5 separate regions of the Mus musculus genome follow, and regions 1, 2, 3 and 5 are each linked to region 4. Evidence: chromatin contacts called from public HiChIP or PLAC-seq and promoter capture Hi-C data. All regions are on one chromosome and are shown on one strand. The core of a region is the stretch at or near the end of the contact, and the rest is flanking DNA. Distances in the headings are between cores, read along the strand shown.

What was found. Promoter capture Hi-C pulls out the DNA fragments that hold promoters and counts their contacts. HiChIP or PLAC-seq counts read pairs in DNA pulled down with a chosen protein or histone mark.
Region 1: a contact with region 4 is called in a promoter capture Hi-C map of liver, with 4 times the contacts expected there. The contact joins the enhancer-like site here to the promoter of Maip1 in region 4. A contact is called at or near these places in 4 of 39 promoter capture datasets (the 3T3-L1 cell line, hippocampal neurons, liver and 1 more) and 2 of 115 datasets of contacts at active chromatin or transcription factors (astrocytes and embryonic hindbrain).
Region 2: a contact with region 4 is called in a promoter capture Hi-C map of pre-B cells, with 2.9 times the contacts expected there. The contact joins the promoter of Tmem237 here to the promoter of Maip1 in region 4.
Region 3: an H3K4me3 HiChIP or PLAC-seq map of stem cell-derived neural progenitor cells shows a contact between it and region 4, with 5 times the contacts expected there. The contact joins the enhancer-like site here to the promoter of Maip1 in region 4. A contact is called at or near these places in 6 of 39 promoter capture datasets (the 3T3-L1 cell line, the C10 cell line, frontonasal cranial neural crest and 2 more) and 2 of 115 datasets of contacts at active chromatin or transcription factors (large pre-B cells and stem cell-derived neural progenitor cells).
Region 5: a contact with region 4 is called in an H3K27ac HiChIP or PLAC-seq map of thymic regulatory T cells, with 7 times the contacts expected there. The contact joins the promoter of Als2 here to the promoter of Maip1 in region 4. A contact is called at or near these places in 1 of 39 promoter capture datasets (pre-B cells), 1 of 115 datasets of contacts at active chromatin or transcription factors (thymic regulatory T cells) and 1 of 9 other capture datasets (pancreatic islet).

The regions. Positions count from the first base shown.
Region 1 is chr1:55,663,455-55,667,660 of GRCm38.p6, forward strand. All of the region lies in intron 1 of Plcl1 (phospholipase C-like 1), which reads left to right. Among named protein-coding and RNA genes, the nearest start is that of Gm39642, 150 kb to the left of the region's middle. Within about 2 kb of position 2,562, at least 40 of the 459 cell types and tissues checked have an H3K27ac peak or open chromatin away from gene starts, as enhancers often do. A contact at or near this core is called in astrocytes and hippocampal neurons, where this site is marked.
Region 2 is chr1:59,117,535-59,121,388 of GRCm38.p6, forward strand. It overlaps Tmem237 (transmembrane protein 237), which reads right to left and starts at 2,272. Exons shown (of 13, transcript NM_001037812.3): 1 at 2,169-2,272; 2 at 441-472. The coding sequence starts at 2,201. Mpp4 (membrane protein, palmitoylated 4 (MAGUK p55 subfamily member 4)) reads right to left here. Exons shown (of 22, transcript NM_145143.3): 22 at 3,401-3,854. The coding sequence ends at 3,719.
Region 3 is chr1:55,497,851-55,502,183 of GRCm38.p6, forward strand. All of the region lies in intron 1 of Plcl1 (phospholipase C-like 1), which reads left to right. It overlaps Gm39642 (a long non-coding RNA gene), which reads right to left. Exons shown (of 4, transcript XR_003947824.1): 4 at 4,192-4,333. Among named protein-coding and RNA genes, the nearest start is that of Gm39642, 13 kb to the right of the region's middle. Within about 2 kb of position 2,196, at least 45 of the 459 cell types and tissues checked have an H3K27ac peak or open chromatin away from gene starts, as enhancers often do. A contact at or near this core is called in stem cell-derived neural progenitor cells, where this site is marked.
Region 4 is chr1:57,404,274-57,408,558 of GRCm38.p6, forward strand. It overlaps Maip1 (matrix AAA peptidase interacting protein 1), which reads left to right and starts at 1,993. Exons shown (of 5, transcript NM_001081181.3): 1 at 1,993-2,949. The coding sequence starts at 2,500. It overlaps Tyw5 (tRNA-yW synthesizing protein 5), which reads right to left and starts at 2,401. Exons shown (of 8, transcript NM_001037742.2): 1 at 2,111-2,401. The coding sequence starts at 2,188.
Region 5 is chr1:59,234,517-59,238,482 of GRCm38.p6, forward strand. Als2 (alsin Rho guanine nucleotide exchange factor) reads right to left here and starts at 2,715. Exons shown (of 34, transcript NM_028717.6): 1 at 2,639-2,715. It overlaps Gm33667 (predicted gene, 33667), which reads left to right and starts at 2,839. Exons shown (of 2, transcript NR_168353.1): 1 at 2,839-3,237.

The sequences.
Region 1 (4,206 bases), core at 1,312-3,811, 1.7 Mb before region 4:
TATTTAAACCTAAGGCTTGTTTTAAAATGAGACTCTTTAGTAGTCTCTGGTACTGTATCTGCCCCATGGTGTGAATTCATGATACCTGCCTTGCTATGACTACTTAAGTTCAAAAACATGGGAAAACCACAGTCCTTCCTATATGCACGGCTATAAGCATTCAAGTGAAATGTTGGAATAAATGAGCATAACGTCTCTCAGTGGAGCCCCACTATCCTTTTCAATGAGTATTTCAATCAGTTTTTTTTTTTTTGAGGCAGTATCTTGCTGGGTAGCTCCTTGAACTTGCCATAAGCTTCCTATCTTACCCTCCCAAGTGCTGAGACTGTGGGAATGAATGATCCACCACTATTGAATGCTTTGCTGTGAGGTCTCCCCTCTACTTCTCTAGTTTACATGACTGAGGGTCTAGTCCCTGCAGGCTGATTTCAAGGCTCTTCTTTTTAGCTGGATTTGGCTTACAGTAGGCACCAGTAAGAAATGACATGATATAGCAGCAGGTTTGCTTTAGGGTTCAAGTTTGCCTAAGAGAGGTCCTCTATAGCTGACCCTGGAGGCAAGTAACGGTTCCTTCATCCAGCCCATAAGTTCTTGGTTACTCAGTACTCTTTCTTGCAGATCCACTCACTTGTATAAAATTCCACCTTCTAATCACATAGGTGTGATTTCTGTTTCTCTCCCTGGCTCCCTTTTTGTATTTTAGTTTCATATTGCGATGTCAGGAGAGCTTCAATTAAATGGTAACAGGATTAGAATGGAAGGAGATACTCAAATGTGGATAGGGAAGAGTCCTGACTGAGTCCATAGATAGAATAAAGTTGAGAAATTAGGTAGTCCTTATGGTGATGGTGGTAATGATGGTGGTGGCTTCTGTTGCAGGTAACAGGCTATGGGTAGGGAGGCTGGGTTGGAATAAGGACAAGGGTTTGGTGTAAGCACATTAAGAAAAGGTTGCATTCAGTTTCCATCTCTGCATGCATTGCCTTCTCGGGTGTGATACAAGCCTTTCTGGAGTTGCTGTTCTCTCTTGGGAAGGGATAAGAGAATGTTCAGAGGGAGGAAGGCAGAGAAGGAAGAGAAGGAAGAGAGAGGGAGGGAGGGAGGGAGGGAGGGAGGGAGGGAGGGAGGGAGGGAGGGAGGGAGGGAGGAAAAGAGAGAGATACAGAGAGTGGCACACATACAGAGAGAGAGAGAGAGAGACAAACAGACAGACAGACAGACAGACAGACAGACAGAGAGACAGAGAGACAGAGAACACCCAGAAGGAAAGGCCACACCACGTGGCAGTTTGAAGCGCTGGGATGCTTCTCTTCAGGGTCTTGGCCTGCAGGCTTGTCTCTAGCCTTTTCAGGAAGAGGAGAGGTGCTGAGTTCAAGAGGAGAGTGGCTGTTGCTCTCGCCTGTGCCACCACATCTGTGAGAGAACACTGGGAGGAGATATGATTGACTCCCACATGGCCTGCAGAAATCCAGACACTTTGGGGACCAGCTTTTAGGTCCAGACTAGTAGGAAAACCCAGCGGAAATAAGATGAGACTTGGGTGGAGCTAGGCTGAGGATGGCCAGCCAAGGGTGGCACCCAGGAGTCTACTTCCTTGGTGGACTGAGGGGGAGGAATGGTTCTGTCTTTGGGAACAACATCTAGATATATTAAGACTGGACCTCAGATGAAAAGCAAAAACATTTTGGCAACTCAGAGAGAGCATGCTGTGTGGCATTCGTGATGTAAAATGTACGTTGGGAAGGCAAGGATGAGATGATAAATGAAGACAAACAGGAAGCTCTTCCTTAACTCTCTTCCCAGATACTTTCCAGTCACGTTTCACAGGTCGAAGGTTCTGGGAAGAAACAGCCAGTTCTCGGCTTTGCCTTCTACAAACATCGTGTTTCCTGTTTTTTAGGGACTGGGCGTGAACACATGCAAACCAATTCACTTCAGTTCATAGACTCATGATTCTCACAGATCTCAAAGACTGCTGGTCAAACCGTGTGTGTGTGTGTGTGTGTGTGTGTGTGTGTGTGTGTGTGTGTGTGTGTGTTGTGTTGTGTATGCAAGGGACACACAGACATACATGAACTCCCTATGTCCTTGGAGTGTCACATTTTGCCTAATTTGTCTGCAGCTAATTGAATAACTGATTCATTTGAATTTTAAATGCATCAATATTCAGTAGCTTCCTATCCTCTCCTCCCCCCACCTCAGTGAATTTGATTTGGTTGGAGGAAACCATTTGTATTATACCCTGAGAAGTGTGAGAAGGTGAGACATGCATTTCCTTGCTCTGATATTTACATTAATATCACCTTTTATCTCGCTACTTGTAGAAAGTATGAAATTAAAATCAGCTGCTGACCTCAGGGAGCAAGCCGAGTTTTGTGATAATGATTGTACAGCCACGTTTACATCTCTTCTTTCCTTTTGAATAACCGAGGAAAGCTCTGGTGCCGTCATAAAATCACATTTATTTGCAGCGATGGGGATGAAGCTAATTCTTGCTTCATCACCCTGACCTGCAGTCACACAAACACAATGGGACCTGACGTGCTGGCAGCCTCTGCTCATTACAGCTTCCACCCCCTCCAGGCTCATGGCTGCAAGTCAAATGTGGTGGGCTGGCTCCAAGCAGACAGGAGAAGAAAGAAACAGTTGGCCTTGGAAAGAAAGAGGTTATTAAAATTTCCATGTGAAATTTCCACCATTGCTTGGCTTCAGATTTAGGTAGTTATAGTAAGATGCCTTGGTTTCAGTTGTGAAACGAGTGATTCCAAAGAAATGGAGAACGCAGTGACTGACAACCACAATCATTGCAATATCACTTTCTGTGTCTTTGTGTTCCGTATCCCATTATTAATAGCCTGGTTATGCAAAACAAAATAACAGAAAATTCTAGAAGCAAAGATTTTCACAGGAGGAAGTGTTTCAGTTTAGGGATTTTGTCTTCCCCTGATGATGCAAGGCTGCTCTTACTCAAAAGTGACTAATTAGCCTTTTAAAAGATCACTGTGGGCCACAAGGGCAAGTGTGATGCATTGTATATAAACATCACCGGGAACAAAGGCGATTACCCCTGATTCCTCTAAGCCTCAGCACACGCAAATGGAGGGATAATGGAACACTTTCAAGGGACTTTTGAGGAAGACAATGAGAAGTGGTGTAAAGAGCTGCAGATTCTGCAGTCTGTCTGGCACACAGATGATAGTACTGTTTGTTTTAAAAATGTTTTTGCATTATTTGCTTTGTGACTGTTAGTACTCAACAGTCTACGTATTACATCACTACATGTTGCCTTCATGGAGAAGTAGCCAAATAACAGTCCAGACTTCACAGATTCCCTAGATATGCTGAGGGGCTGGGTGTCACTGCAGCTCCCTCGACCCCTGGGTACCACATTCTGCATCTGCACAGCTTTAGCAGCACTGACAAAGCCCACATCCCATTTCCGTCAGTGTGTCTGCAGTCTTTAATTCTGGCAGTTTGAATGCAGTTTCATGCTTGAGAGTGCAACATGCATTGGGATGCTGGCTGAACCCACACCTGGCGTGTGTGGGTGCCCTGGTGAAAACCCAGGGAGGTTTGCATTTCATTATAATTTCAACAGTACTCAGCATGGAGAACTAAACTTGTGAATCATCTTAACATCCACTTTTCTTAATAGAGACGAGGCTCTGTCTTTTTCTAGTTCAGACTTTGTGGTCCTAAATCGGGATCCTTCATATGACTGTACTTCCCCTCAGATGTTATAAAGTCCTTATCTTCCAGTGGAGAGGTTCTCAGTAGGAACACTCTGGGGAAGGAGGTGTTCCAGGCTCTTGGTGCACTACGATAAGGAGAAGAGGCATTGATTGGGTGTGAGCAGGAAAGCATCGTGGTGTGGAAGAGACAGAAGAAATTAGCATTTATTTACCAGGAACTGGCTTCTGCATACAGTTTCATTTGCATCTATCAGTACATCTTCGAGGTCTGTAGCATTGTACACATTTCATAGGCTCCAAAGGGTGCTTTGTCCAAGATTACACAGAGAAGAGAAAAGCAATATCAAAAGGTCAATAAAAACACCACCGTTGGTTATTTGGTATATTTTGTGGAGATCTATTTGTATAAGGTACATACTTTTCTGTTTTCATGTTATAGTTTTACAAAAATATTTATGGAAACAAACACATTTCCTGAACTTGATGTCTACAATTTTTTCCCTGTTGTACTGAC
Region 2 (3,854 bases), core at 1,022-3,521, 1.7 Mb after region 4:
TAAATAGTATATTGTTTAATAGCACTGCTAAAAGTATTTTGAAAGCACAAATACACATTCCCTACTGTCTATTAATCAGAGGGACTAAGCAGATTAAGAACTTTCTTTGTCACCGGTTATAATCGGTTTAAGCTCTGATGGAATATTCCACAAACAGGAGGGCCTTGGAGAATCCTGGTAAATAGAATCAGCACACCCAGGACAGACCCATTCCTCCACCGTGCTAGAGTGACAGCTTTCTGTAATTATTCATAACAATTATTCTCATGATTTGAATTTAACTTTTACCACTCACTTCTTAGGAAGACTTTTTAAAATTCCAGGAAGGATTTTTTTTTAATGAAGTATTGTAGGTTTTCAACCATACTATTTGATTTTTTTTTTCTTCTTACTTTATATTTTTAAAGTTCAATAATTAAATGACCGTAAACTGTTTTTACCTTGGCACAGGTGGGAGTGCTCGTGGAGGACGCTATAGGGGAGGGGAGAGGCAAACATCTCGTCAATAAAAGCTGGATTAACCTCACCTTCATTTATCTCAAGCACCACAAAGCTTCTCCTTTAAAAGCCCACTGTCCAGATGTTATCAAATAAAATGGATCAGCAATTCTCTTCAAATCTTTGGAAGATTATCAGTGAAACCCGGGAGGCGGTGATGTAAACTGGACTGCTGGGTTTAGATCTATTCTGCCATTCCTACACCCCATGTAAAATTCTTTTCTTCTTCCACTTCAACCAGTCTGGCCTATTGTGAGCATTCAGAACAGGATCAAACAGAGCTCATCTCCCTTTACAGACCTTCCATTAGTGGTTAAGTATTGGAAGATAATGTTGCATGCTCAGATAAAACTAGACCATGCCATATAAATGTGTGTGCATGCATGCTTGTGTGTGTGTCTGTGCATGCATGTGTGTGCATGCATGTGCATGTGTGTTTGCATACAATAAATAACCATATATAAGGAATGAAGAGTGATGTTTTACTTAGGGAAAGCCTCTTTGATGTTATCTGAGCTGAGCCCTTCCTGACAAAGGTGCCAAATTTACAGGGAATGAGGAGCACATGTTAAGGCTTTCAAGAAAGACAGGGCATGAAGGGCTCCAGGTAAAGAGCAGCCAGGCAGAAACCAGTGACACAGGACAGAAGGCAGACGTCAGATTAACTATGACCTCGCAGACTAGCAGAAGGAATACGGATTTAGTTCTATTAACTAGGAAGCCAACTAAGGTTTTATGCCACAGAGTAACATGCTTTTTTTTTAAGTTACTTTAAATAGAAATAGGTAACATATTTTAGAACAGGAAGTATTTGGGGCTGGTGTAGTTTACCCTGTTCTTACTTAAGAAAAGTCCTGCTTGCAAGCTCAGGAAGCATTAGTTAAGCATTCTGAAAATTTTCAAAATAGATGGCTTAGCCATTAAGAGCAGTTACTGCTCATGCAGCAGACCTGGGTTTAGTTCCCAGCACCCACAAAGCACCAGTAATTCCAGTTCCAGGGAAATGGACAGCCTCTTCAGGTTTCTGTGAGCAACAGGCACACAAGTGGTTCATATATTGGCAAAACACTCAAAACAAATACATTTTTTTTTTTTGGTTTTTTTGAGACGGGGTTTCTCTGTATAGCCCTGGCTGTCCTGGAACTCACTCTATAGACCAGGCTGGCCTTGAACTCAGAAATCCACCTGCCTCTGCCTTCCAAGTGCTGGGATTAAAGGCGTGCGCCACCACTGTCCGGCTACAAATACACCTTTAAAAGAATTGATCTCTAAGAGCAGTGCCTAGACGTCGATTTATTAGCTCGGGTATTTCATGCTGCTTATGGAAGGCACTGATTCCAAAGGCTCACATTTTAGATATTCTTGCTTGTCCCATTTCGCAATCCATGGTTGTATTCACTCAAACAAATTCGTGAGAATGCTACAAAATTAGGACACTGACGATGTCCTAATGGAATCCAGCAGTCAAAATGACAACTGGAATAGAATGGTGGTCCTACAAAAGCACTACTATTCTCAAGATGCTATGAAAGTGGGACCCAGTCCTCTTGGTATTTCAAAAGTCCCGCAAAAATGAACCATCTCACCCATCTAGAAACCGCACCTCTAAGCCCCTCAAAAGAAGAACCGCTGAACAGGCGGAGACTAAATTCCCAACAGCTCAAAAGTACCTGAGGCTCGCTAACCACCTGCTTCTTCCCCATCACGTCTCCAGGGACCGCAGCAGAGCTCAGGGCACCACAGCCGCCCGCCCCGCCCCGGTCCGGCCCGCCCCGCCCCTCCTGCCCAGGCGCGCAGGCGCAGAGCGTCATCGGGCTGCGCCTCATGGCTGCTGGGCCCGGAGCGTCCCCACCCGTCCCACGGGAGGTATTGGGGCTACCGGAGCCGAACCCAATCTGACCCCTTCGAACTAGGAAAACCTCAGCGTCGGCCGGCGTCCCCAGGAGCGGAGGGGGTTCACCCACAGTTTCCCGGGAGGTCATCGTGGTTTGCGTGGGGGTGGGCACGGCGGGACCAGACTCGTATTCAAACTCCCCACCGGAACATCCTCCTCTCTGACCGAGAGCCGCCCGGAGGCGTCGCCATGGCAACGCTGACTAGGGCGCCCGGATGTTGGGTGGACCTGATCGCCTTTTGCGGGGCCCGCCCTGATGTACAGCCCCGGTCCGCCCCCGCCGCACCCCTCGGGCAGTGCTGTCCCCAGATTCCCGGCTCGGCGGTGGTCACTGCTGGTTAGGACACCTCCACTTCGCCACACTCCGGGCCAGGCGCCCCTCGTCGCTCACCGCTTGGTCCTCCTCCAGCGGAGGCCCTGAGTCGTCCCTCATGATGCTTTCCCGCGGGCCTCCCTAGGCGCAACCGCCGGAGCCCGAGGCCGGCTTCCCGCGACGCCCGGCCTCCGGGGACTTGTGGGAGGAGGCGGCTTTGCGGAGCCTGGAGAGGCCGGCGTCCCCCACCTGGTTCCCGTCTGCCAGGGTGCTGCCTGGAGGGAGATCTGTATGACTGAAACAGCGAGGATCTCTTTCACTGGCCTGCCCAGTTTCCTAGATTCCCTGTAGGCCTAGGAGTATAATCTGAATGTTCAGTTCTGATAGTTCCTTCAGTGGGAACAGTTATAGTTTAAAATAGGTAGAATGGAGGGAAGTGTGGATATAAAGAAGATGAACAGACATGGGTGCAGTGGAGCTTCGGATCTAGGGAGACCAAGACTGTATCAACATCCTCGTTTTGGAGCTCATATACAGGCTCCAGGACTAGTCCACTTTGCTGATTTGGAAATAACAGTGTCATAGGTTTCCTTATTAGATAAATGTGTACTTGTTAACCGCTCTTAGCTTAGTTAGTCAACTAGGCACTTTTGTAAAATATAAACAGAAATAAGAAAATATTTTACAAAGTAAAATACAGTTTGTCATTAAGTAGACTGGTTTATTTAGAAGAGTTACATCTTACAAAACACCATATGAAATCTATAAAATGCTCACATTCAGTGACAACATTGTCACATACCTGCCATTAGCTCATATGGGGAAACATCGGGAAAATGCCTGAGAGCCAAATGAGTAGCTCTGTATATGTATAGGATGCTATTTATAGCTATACAATAAGGACTTCATAGTCGCAGTTCTAATGGGTCAAACACTGCTGTTTTCAATGGCAGCCGTTATTCCGGATCTTTAGGGCACACTATGAAGCTTCCAGCTTTAAGCAGGACACTAGATTAAGATTCAGTGTCAGGGGAAACCCATGCCTCTGGCACCCACTGCAGTTCTTCCTGAGCCTTCTGTATGGCGGACAACAGCTGGCCACATGCATCTTGCAAGTTGTCATTCACAATCACGTGATCAAAAAACTGG
Region 3 (4,333 bases), core at 946-3,445, 1.9 Mb before region 4:
ATCGGTGTTCCCCCCCTGGGCCACAGTTTCTCACATGGTGCCTTGCCTCGCTAGCGCTTGCCACTGCCACCGAAGCCAGAAGTTCTCAGTTCGGCCTTGCGGCTGTGTCCGGGAGCTCTTCTGAGAGGCCAGGGGTGCACCGAATTGTTTTTCTTAACTATCACTGACAAATTCTGTCCTAACGTCAGTCCAAGTCCATAGTCGGCACCAGACACACACAGTCTGTTCATGACGAAAACCACAAACACAAACAAGACAGCAACACAAAAACAAGACAGCAACAGAGAATAAAAGACACCAGTAGCTAAGCACACTCGTTCCTCACTCTGCCAGATGTAAAACCAAGGCATGAGGTGGGACTTGAACCCACAATCTTGGAACCGTAAAACCAAGGCACGAGGTGGGACTTGAACCCACGATCTCGTAACCATAAAACCAAGGCACGAGGTGGGACTTGAACCCACGATCTCGTAACCATAAAACCAAGGCACGAGTTCACAAACCAAGACACAAATTCAGTGGTGCCACACTTAGACAACAGACAACATGTAAGACGCACACAAACAAATGTACCTCCAAGGGGTCTTTTGGGGTTCCTGGGTGTCACGCAGATCTCGGTGGCACTCCAAATGAAAGAACCTAGTGGGGAAACTCCAACTTTATTCGGCTTGCACCCAAGAATCACGAACAAATGACCATCTTGATGTAAAAACACGAGGTAGTTTAATGGCAGAGCTCTGGGTCGAAATGTATCTCACTCAGGAGACAGTGGATTCGACCAAGAAGTATCTTTTTAAGAAAGTGAGTGATCAGGGGCTGGAGAGATGGCTCAGCCTTTAAGAGCACTCACTGGCTGTTCTTCCAGAGGTCCTGAGTTCAGTTCTCAGCAACCACATGGTGGCTCACAACCATCTATAATGGGATCTGATGTCCTTTTCTGGCAGGTAGATATACATGCAGATTGAGCACTCATAGGTTTAAAAGAAGTGAATAATCTTTATAGTTGATATGATAGCCTAATAAATAGCTACTCCCATCTGGTGGGTTTAAAAATGACTGCAATTTTAAGTCACAAACAGCTGTTGATGGGATCTTACTGCCTTGATTTCTGACTTCATTTCCTAAATGAAGGATTGCTGTCCTTACTGTTGTTGTTTTGTTGAGATAAGAGGAGATGGACTTACAGTTTTGCTGCAGAGTTCTCAAATCCAGACCCCTGGATGGACTTCTTCAGGAGACTGCTGATTCCCTAACAGTTGTATGCAAAATGTGGCAACTCATAGCACTTTCTTATAGGTAGGTGAGTTCCCTCTCTTATTAGGCTCCTTAAAAAGCTAAGAACTGTTGACTAAGCTGATATGATCAGCATGCATTAGGTTAAAATGGTAATAAATAGTTGCCAAATACAACTGGCCTGAAAATGTATCCATTCATAGTTAACAAAGGAGAGCTGAAAATGTATCCATAGTCATAGTAACAATGCAGAGATTCTATTTTGGGGAATACAATGAAATGGTATCTACACTGTTGAAACACTTGCAGAGAACTTTATTGGTAGAGATACAAAACTTTTATTTCTCTCTGTATGATATTACTTTGCAAAAAGTCTTAAAAAACTAGTTTTTTATTATTAGAACCCTGTGTAAACCAGAAGTTTGAACTTTCTGCTTATTCTTCTCTGGTTCCTACACTTGGCTTGCCCCACATCACAGTGTAGTTAGTAAAGCAGGCATCGCTCAGTAGCAGCAAGCATTCCACTTATCACCAAGAACCAGCTTTCGGGTCTTTGAATGGGTCATTTCAGTTTCTGAAGAGCAATTTGCAGCTAACTGTGTTTTGCTTTTTTTGGTGGAGTAAAGACAGCGTTGATTAAGGCCAAATAGTCAATCTTTTGAAATATAAATGGATTTTAAATGGATTTCCATTTCCTAGTGTGCACCAATAAGATATATCTCTATGTTGGAAGCACTCCAAACAGTATTTGTGATCCTGAATGTGTGAAAGTATGTGTGTGTGTGTGTAAACATCATTAAAAGAAATGCAGGAAAGTAGTGTCTCTCTAAGTGAAGCTCCACACCATTAAAAAAAAATCTTGCATGTCTAGATGTTCACAGTCATCTCCAAGATTGTTCATTCCCGAGTTGGAGGAGGAAAGCAAGGGAATATTTGACTCTTCCCTTTCTCTGTAGTTCTCCTCAGATCTCAAACTGGCAGCCAGCTGGCTGAATCCTGCCCACAGACATGTTTTATTTGGCCCATGCAGTGCTTTTAAACTTTTTGTGCCAACATTTTAATAGGAAGATTTCACATATGAAACTGCATTTCTGGCTTGTTGAAAAATAGGAAGATACAGGGACAGTTGGCTGGAATTGAGGGGCAGTTGTGCTGGGCATTCATACTGCCCCAGAAAAAGTGTGACTTCATGACTAGCCTAAACTATTAGTGATTCCTGGAAGCTTCTGAGCTTGAGACTGTTATATAAAGCTGTCTTTGAGATTACCCTAGTTTTATAAATCTAATAAATAGATTTATATACCAGCTATCCTGATTTGGAGAGTCATATTTATTTTTACATAGACACCAAGCTATCAGATATGACAATTGTTGAGTTCAAAGAATTTTGAATTCTTAGTCTGGGTCTGGCATTGGAAGGCAGTATAAGGAAAGCATAGATGCTTAAGTGTTTGTCTTAACAAGCACTTGATTTGTACTGTCGCCCCGCAGTGCTGGTCTGAATCTGTCTTTTTGTGATGTTGTCACTAAGTGGTGTTTGCTCAGTCTAAAATTTGATATTGGTATAGTGCTTTTTTTTTTTTTTCCATGAGAAAATAGTTGATTTATTTGAAAGGCTTTGATACACGCAGACTCCTGGAACATTGTGATTTATTAATGTTTTGAGGCATAGTCTTTCAACTCCTGAGAAACATTTTAAAAGTTTTGGATTGTCTGGTTCCATTCATGAATTTGAAAGTTAATAATTATTCAGTGTTCAATAGTTTTGGGTATAATAAGGGCTGTGAAATCCAGAAAGCTTTGCTCTTCAGTTTTTCCAACCATTGCTGATGAAGGTGGGGAGGTCTCTCTTTGCTAAAACTTGTGCAGTCATGCATTACATAAATTATGATTCTGTCCATAACAGATTGCCCAGACAGCAGTAGCAATCAGATCATAGCAGTCCTGAGGAGTTGGACTGTGCCTTTCCTGTATTTACATGTTTAGGGGTATGGCTGCCCTCGCTCCCTCTGGATTTTGCATATGAGCAGCTGTGCAGGTGCCAGAGGCTGAGGCTGTACTGAATAGCCTGGTATGTAGTGGGTCTGAGCCCACTGTATGATGTCTCCACTCAGTGAAACTGCTAATAGCACATTTCTCAGAACAAACCCCTATTGTTCAGCAGCTCATAACTGCACCCAGCCTGTTGGAGGCCTAGCCATTGTGCTGCTACCTAAGGTCTATGTAAAGCATTTTTTAATCCCTGTAAATCCCACAGTTTAATTAAGACACAGGCGCTGAAACATGAGGTGTTTAGTAATCAATGTGGAGCTAATTAGTATTTAGCTTTTTGAAAGGAAAAAAATTTCCCAGTATTCTAACTTGGAGCAATTATATTTCTTTCAAAACAATTTTGTTTTCACACACTGCTAGACTAGCAGTGAGATAGAATGCATAAAATCTCAGGGGATTTGAATGTGGGAATGGATAAATGTTTTATAATGAGCAAAGAACTGTTGCCCAACTGTAGGAATAAAAGCTCTACAAAATTATGAATGTCCAAGTCTGTAACATTTTTATATTACCAATCATTTTTGGCAGTGCTTATTTATGAACAGAGAAATGATCTAATGATTGTGAAATTAGGTATCTTGGAGCTTTTTTCTGTCTCCCCTTTCTCCCTAGAAGTGGCCAGGGAGCCTTCAGTCCATCACTAACACTTGATAAGGAAATAGGCTTGCAGGCTCTAGGTGCATGTATGTTTTCCATGCTTTTCAACCAGACCAGTGGAGACATAATTTTTTTTTTTAATGTGAAAAATCAAGAGATACCTCAGGAGAGTTTTATTTTTATTACTGTTTTCATTTTAAAGTAATTTTATTGCTCTACTTGCCTCAGATATTCTCCTATACAGTAGGAAGCATAAAAGAAAATTTAATTCCTTTTAGTCTCTAAGGGGAAAGAAAATCTCCACAGCTCTAGAAATAAGACTTGGATACATTTTTTTATTGATAACATTTAGGATCTAGGATGAAACACACGTGTGCATAGAAGAAAATGAATTGGTCAGTTACAGGATTCAGTTTTTTTTGAAGAAATGAGGTTTCCTGAAATGTCATGC
Region 4 (4,285 bases), core at 743-3,242:
CCAGTGACACACACGTAAGTAGGAGAGAGGTCTGTTGACAAGGAGTGCAATAGGAGAGGGTGGGGTGAGACTGAGTGATAGGAGTGAAAATGAGCAAAATTCATTATTTTCTGTATGGAACTGTCACTGAATTAAAAATCGCTCTGTTATAAAGTAAACATGTAGTTTGTAAGCCATATCAAGAGTTAAATCACTTGGTATAAACCAGTTGGCTGCTATGTCAATACACCCTCACCAAGGGCGAATTATCAAAGCTTCTTAACGATGGGCAACATATGTGGTCAAGAATTAGTTATCTCAGTACAGGAATGAATGACATGACTACTGATGAAAAACTGTTTTTTTTTGTTGATTTGCTTTGTTCCACTTCTAGCAGACTTACAGCAACTGAGGTGAGGTAGGAAGACAGGGAAATTTAAGGACATGGGATAGAAAGGTCCTCACCCTGCAGTCTAAAGTCTCTCACCAGCTGAGAGGTAAGAATTCAGCACAACTAGTCAGGATGTAATGGCACATACCTTTAATCCCAGCACTAGGGAGGCAGGTGGGTCTCTGTGAGCTTGAGACAGCCTGATCTACAGATCAGAATACCAGGGCAAGTAGGGCTACACAGAGATACCCTGTCTCCATAATAATAATAATTCCAGCACAATTAAAAAATCTTGCTGGGAGGTGGCCTACATGGAGGTATTTCTTTTTATAAGTAAGAATATTATAATAGTAACAAATCATGTCTAAGGCCAAAACGCATATGACCAGGTACGGCTTATCACCTTTCCTGTAAGATAGTTATTTTCTAGGATTCTCATGAGCAAGATTAAAGCTCCACCAGCAGTAAAAGACTTGTCTTTTTATATTTTGGGGGTTTTTTTGGTTTTGTTTCTTCTTTGTTTGTTTTTGAGACAAGATTTCTCCATGAAGCCCTGGCTGTCCTGGGACTTGCTCTGTAGATCAGGTTGGCCTGGAACTCAGAGATCTGCCTGCCTCTGCCTCCTGAATGTTGGGATTAAAAGCATGTGCCACCACTGACCTGTAAAAAAAGACACATCTTAACCTCCTTGTGCAATGTTAGTGAACCATGGTTTTACCTGATCAAACTATAGTATTAGCCCAAAGCATCTCTCTTGAAACATGAACTACAACTTCTTAGTAAACTTAAACTCTGCCTTATATTGACTCAATTAGAAATTCTTCTAGGGTCATCAGTAATCCTGTCTTCTCAAAGGAACACTTCAGGCTGCTCCAGCAGCATAGCGTAGCTGTAGCTACAGATCCTATCTTACTACCACTAATATACTTCAGAGACTTTTTCCCTTAGAATAATCGCCAGAATCCTTACTCTGTTATTCTGATACTTGGACTTTCTTGAAAAGTCCTGAGAGCAAACTTATTTTCTTTTCTTAAATCTAACTGCTTTCTGCTACTTCTTTCTTTAAAAACTAAAGGGAGCCGGGCGGTGGTGGCGCACGCCTTTAGTCTCAGCACTTCGGAGGCTGAGGCAGGCGGATTTATGAGTTCGAGGCCAGCCTTGTCTACAGAGTGAGTTCCAGGACAGCAAGAGCTATACAGTGAAACCCTGTCTCGGAAAAAACAAAACAACAAAACAAAACTAAAGGGCTTAATCCTTAATTATGATTCTGGCTTAAATCAAGGAATGACTTGTACCAGAGGAAACCTACGAGACGATTTCCATTGGTTTCCCTGTTGCAATCCTTCATTAGACTGAAATATCGAGTTTCAAAAATCTAATATCTCGAAATACTCCAGGGGCTGTTAGGACCAAGCAAGAGAAGGGCGAGGGATCCTGAACTAGACTTTAGGAAAAACTCCATAGAAAGGGAGCACGTGAGGTCAGAAAGCCACACGCGCGACCTCTCAGTGAGCTTCGTGCCACCCAGCTTTCTCCGGTCATCCTGCTCCCCAAAAATGTGGGGCCGTTTCTCTCCGGGGCTTTGAATTCCCGAGCAGGGCTACAGGTCCCTTCCGCTCACTCCCTTGACAGCAGAGCGCCTTCTCTTCCCCCGAACAATCTCTGGGTTGCAGGAGAGCAGATGGGCCGCCAGAAGGTACCGGGGTGTCTCCCCTGCCTTTCCGCGGCGGGCCTCCTCACCTGTGGATAAAGATGCTCCATGAACTGCTCCCGGGAGACGCCCCGCAGCCGGGGTACCGGAAGACGCTGCTCAGCCATGGTGAAATTCACAGGCCTGGGAATTTGGACGAGTTCTTCCACGCGTGATTTCCCCTGGAAACACTACTCCGGAAGAAATGGTCCGCGTAGGTGACTGACCCCAGAGGGCGGCGGCTGGTTCGAAGTGCGCACGGCGGGGAGCCCGAGGGCTTCGGCCTGGGCTGAGGGCTAACACAGCCGAAATGAGAGGACTCACCCGAGGCGGCGGCAGCGAGGCGGCCTTGGCTCCACTTCTCCAACCCCGGCGAGCTGGTTTCCCTCCGGCCTGCTTTCAGTACTGCACAGGCATGCAGAGGTGAAAGGTCACAAACATGGCGCTGGCCGCCCGTCTCCTACCTCTGCCCCTGCTTTCCCGGCCGCTGCCCGGCCCGGTCACCCGACTCCGGACTCTCGGTAGCACCGAGGTGAGGCTGACGCTGACTGAAATTTGCTGCCTGTGCCGCCGTCGCCTGGGCTCAAGCGCGGCTCCGATCCCTCGCTACACTCGGGCCTGGACAAGCCCTGCGTTGCGTTCCTGGAGCTCCCGAAGATCCCTTCTCGGCCGGGTAGAACATCCTCCAGCCCTCGCTTCTTTACCCGCTAGTCCCAGCCGCAGCTACAGCACCGAGGAGCAGCCCCAGCAACGCCAGAGAACCAGAATGATCATTCTGGGATTTTCCAATCCCATCAACTGGGTCCGGACTCGAATTTACGCCTTCCTTATTTGGGCCTATTTCGACAAAGAGTTCAGTATCGCTGAGTTCTCTGAAGGGGCGAAGCAGGTTTGTTTGCTCCCCTAACTGACCTCTCTGCCTCGTGCATTCAGCGTTTCCGTGATCAAGTGTTTAGCCATGAAGTTTCTTCATTGCGACCCGTGGTATCCAACGATGGTAGTGACCTAGACACTGAATCTTTCGGCCACTTCAGGACTTTAATAAGCTTCTAAGTGTGTTCGCATGGTCGTCAGGGAGGAGGGGTTCATTCAAGAAACTAGGATGAAGGCCTAAGTTCAAAGCCTGTTTGTCAGTGCCACTCTAAAATTAGTTAATCCTTTGGGTATGATTTTTCCAGAATTAGAAGATTAGAGAAGACAGTGCCTGGCACACATAGTAGGCACTTCATAAGTATTTGTTAAGTAAATCGAATGGAGTAAGTTATGGTGAGGAATAAGATAACACTGCCAAAGTAATAACATATCATTTCAGGTACAAAGGCAGTTTCCTACCAGCTGTTTGACAGATCTGAATTGCCTTCTGCATTCTCTACCTATATATTCTGTCAAGGATAAGAGTTTGCTGAGGCTGCTGGTCTACTTAGTGTCCAGGTCTAGCACACTGGTGATTCCTAGCTCTGACTTTGCCCATCGTGACCTTTCTGAATAGCAAGTGATGTTGCCTTAACAATGGTCACTTTGAATCTCAAGATCATTGACACAGTTTGTGTGTACATGCTTTTCTTTCCAGGAAGACTTTTTAAATCTCCTTTCATTTTCTTAGGTTGTCAGTCCCTAGCATTTCAAAACTGTTGATTAATACAAAGGTAGAAGTCATAGTTTATTCTCCAGTTCATACTGGAATAGACCATCAGGATAATAATTTAACAACATTGACTATATGCTGGTATTTTTAATTTTACTTCTGACTTATTCAGATTTTCCCCAATTCCTAGCCATTTATACCCAACTCATGTAGTTGTAAATGAGTTCTCAACTTCGTGTAATCTGGGGCAGTATTAACTCCTGTCTCCCTGGGTCCACTCTTAGCTAATATATATGTTTGCTCAAAAATAAAAGTGAGCAAGCTTGAGTGATAATGCCTACCTAAGTATGAAGATAGGGTGAATTTGCTAGTCTGTTCTCTGTGTCAGTTGTGCACAGAGGGGTAAAATGGTGGGATCCTACTCCTTACTCTGCAGTGTCCACACATGAGTCTGCTCCATCACCCATACATAACTACACTAGTTCAGGAATGGAAATCATCATATGACGTCAAATTGAAAAGGCCTCTTGTCCAATCCTTGTTTAGACACGATGAACCCAGGTGTGCTGGCGAGATGGTTCAGTGGCTAAAGAACATCTTTCAGAGATCCTAAGTTCCATTTCTAGCACCTACAAGGTAC
Region 5 (3,966 bases), core at 1,465-3,964, 1.8 Mb after region 4:
AATTTTAACTAGGTGTAGATTATATCAGCATATTTTCCATATTAAAATGCCTTTATGAAATACCAAAGTTACTAGAGATTCGCTTGAAATAATTTTTTCTTTTAAATACAAATTATAAAATTATATCTGAAATGACTATAGTTGTTCTATCAGAGACTGACAATAGAGAAGCTTGTGTCCACTGTAGAGTCCTACTATCTATTGCTGACTATAGACAGGGAAGCTTGTACCTCATTAGGGTGCTTGCTACCACCTTCTTACCTGTCACTCTCCCACACTCTGTTCATGCCAGTGCTTAAATCTGTGTTATAACCTTTTCTTGATAAGCCCAACTCTGGGACTGAAGAGATGGCTCAGTGGTTAAGAGCACTGACTGCTCTTCTAGAGGACTGAATTCAATTCCCAGCAACCACATGGTGGCTTAGAACCATTTGTAATTGGATTTGATACCCTCGTCTGGTGTGTCTGAAGACAGCTACAGTGTACTCATATACATTAAATAAATAAATAAATCTTTCAAAAAAAATAAACGTAACTCCGCTTCATTCAAAATTTCTTTCCTACTTTTAAAAAACAAAAGGTCACTATGGAGCCTGGCTCATGATATACTAAAAGAAAGTTGTTAACTATAAAGAGCTAATATATATTGGTCATTTCTGAGGGTCCAGGCATAGTAATAAATGATACATAAACCATACATGTAGGTACTAATACCAGAAAAGTCCAGTGCAGAGATAAGGAAACTGAGGCAAAGAGGCTCAAAGAAAGATGTTCAAGGTATTTCTAGATCCAAAGCCTAGGAATTACCACTATGCCTCTATTACTAAACAGAAGGTTAAAATATTACAATTCACTCTTTGTATGGCAAAGCCCACTTGTACTTGGGATACTAAGGCAAGAAGATCTCCACAAGTTCTAGGCCAGACTGGGCTACACAGTGAGTTAAAGACTGTCCAACTGCCCAAAGTTGGGGTATGTACGGTGGGACACCTGTAATCCCAGCAGCCCAGAAGCTAAAGCAGGAGGATGAGAGTTCAACACTGGCCCAAACTACAAATCAAACATTATCTAAATAGATGAATGTAGTTTTTAAACATTATTTAATTTTTCTTCCCAAATTACCTGTCTAGTACTACTATAGGCTAAAGAACCAAAAATATAAAGTAAACAAGAAATCTTTCACTGATTTCATTACCTAACACATTGTGATGGCTGTTCCTGGTTGTCAACTTGACTACATCTGGAACAAACTACAATGCAGAAATGGATGGCTCACCTGTGATCCAGATCTTGAGGCTAGACTACACAGGCTTTTGACCCACATCTTGACATGGGACAACACAAGTCTTGAGGCATAGTGGTCATGAAAAGCTTAGGCCCAGGCAAAGTAGAACACGCCTTTAATCCCAGGAGAATGAGGCAAGCAGATCTCCGAGTTCAAGGCTAGCCTGGGACAAAGCAAATTCCAAATCCAGGGGTAATGGCACACACCTTTAATCTGGGTCACACCTTCTGCTAGAGGCCTACATAAGGACATTGGAAGAAGGAAGGCTCTCTCTCCTTTGCCTGCCTGCACTCCTTTGCCATCGAATCTATTGGAACCTACTTCTTCAGGATTCCAGCTTATCCAGAAGACCAGCTAAAATAACTACCCTCGTGGGACTGAGCAACTATTAGATTCTTGGACTTCCCATTCCCGTTGTTGGGCTAGTTGGACTGTAAACTGTATATCACTATGATAAATTCCCTTAATATATACATTTCATAAGTTTTGTGACTCTAGAGAACACTAATACATACAGGTATATGATAAAAAACAAAAAAGTATGGCCTACTGTTTTTTTGCATTTTTGTACCTGCTCCAAATAAACCTACATCACACAAGTTTATCCTTGACAGTCATTTAAAAAACAGATACAAATATAAGAACAACAGAGTAACAACCTTAATTTGGGTACAGCAGTCAGTTAATCTATAAGAAAGTGCTGCTCTTGACCACCCAATTCAACCAGTGTGTTTTCCCTCTTTGGTAACCACAGAAGTACTAAACAGTAGCTTGCCTCTACAAATCTACAGTTGCTTGTCTGCAAATAGCCCTGTTACCTGGAGGACCAACATCAATGTGAGGACCATTTCCTCAAGATCGCTCCAGTGTTCTTTCCTGTCTTCACGATGATTCCTTTGATGACTTGATACATTTAGGGATTTGGTCAAACTACCACTGATTAATACCAAAGTCCTTTTCATTTTCAGCAAACGCTGTTTCAAACCACAGACCCTCCCCGCCCCCCTTCACTTTTCCCCACGATATGCATCCTGGGGCAAACCCACCTAGGACACTCAGCAAGGTTCACTGTCTAGCCAGCTGGGCGCCCACTGTGGGCATTCAAAAAACCCTCTGAGCGGATGGGCGTAAGCAGCGTGGGTGGAGGCGGGAAGAGGGGACCCGAAGGAATGCCACACAGCTCCGACCACGGCAGTGGGGCGCTGGGACCCGGAGGGTGGGACCCGGGCCGAGCCACCACGTCCGGAGCTCTTCACAGGCAGGCGCCGTCCCCGCAGGCCAGCCCAGCGCGCTCCCGCACCTCCGCCGACCCGCCTTCGAACCCAAGGACCGCCCGGACCCGCGCGGGCTCACCTGACGCTCCCGCAGCTCCGCGCTCTTCTCCCGGCGCGAGCCCGACTGCACCGCGGGTACGCGAGATCAGCTGATTCATGGGGGCGGGGCCTCCAGGTAGGGGCGGGGCCTCCGGCGGCGGGCTGGAGAGGCGGGCCCGCAGAATGGGTGGAGCTAGGCAAGAGCCGGTGACGGCGTCCGACAGGGATCAAGATTGCTCCGAACGCATCAGTGACTGCAGGCAAACCATTCAGTCAGGGCAGAACCAATCGTCCTAGGGCGGGCGCACTTTAGAAGCAACCGAAGACTCAGTGAAAGGACCTAACTCAATAAGCGTTTCCATGGTAACGATAGGCCGCGCTTGAGGATGGAAACTACTGCAAGTTTTGTTACCTCCTCAAACTGCGAGAAATGAAGAGAAAATCTTACCTATCAGAACATGGCTGCACACGTCTGTAATCCCAACATTTGTGAGATGAAGGCAGCAGGATCAGGAATTCGAGGCCAGCCTTGAGAACGTGTCTCAAGAGAAATAACAAAAGTGAAAATACGAGCTACCTTTAAGCTGCATGACGTCATCTCTTCCCGAGTGTGCCTTTGCCGCGTGTCCACCTTAAACGGTAAAGAGTAGGAAGAAACTATTTCCTCAGGGCTCCTCAATATACAGCGTTAAAATTGTTTTTGCTTGCTTCTTAGTCTCACTACCATCCATACTTGTCACGGTCGCAATCCTCCCGCTGCACCCCTAAGTGCTCCCTTGAATGTTTTGTGTAACAGATGCTCTCAGAACACAAGCCAGAGAGAAATCTGCTGCTACAGAGTGTGCATCGCGGAACCTACAGAGTTACATTTATTTACTCATTAAAGATAGATATATTCCCCGAATCGAATGCCCCTGCGTACAAATTCCCAACTGGTTCCTCCAACTCAGGGTCTCTCACCAGAGCCTTATCAACTTCAGTGCTAGAACAGAAAAGTGTACAGCCTTGAGAATGGCGCCACCAAATGGTACAAACCAGGGATGTCCTGCAGTTAATGAAGCCTGGACTCTGGCCGCCCTAACAAGCTACCTGTCCTCCATAACACAGCTAAAAAAGACAACAGTGAAAGAAATTTATTCAATGAGACTGCACTAGGAAAAAGAACTAAGGGGCTGGTTCAGTAAACCCCCTAAGTCTATCTTTGGAGCCTTGACATAAGTAGAAGGCTCAAGGTGTGATCTTGCCCATGGTAAACACATCTTGGTTGGTCCTGCAAAGCAAACTGACAAGTTGTCAGAACTAAGAACCAAGCTCTCCTGATGGTTTGCACCCAGAAACCCAATCTCTTCCTTCTCCAGTGAGACTCTT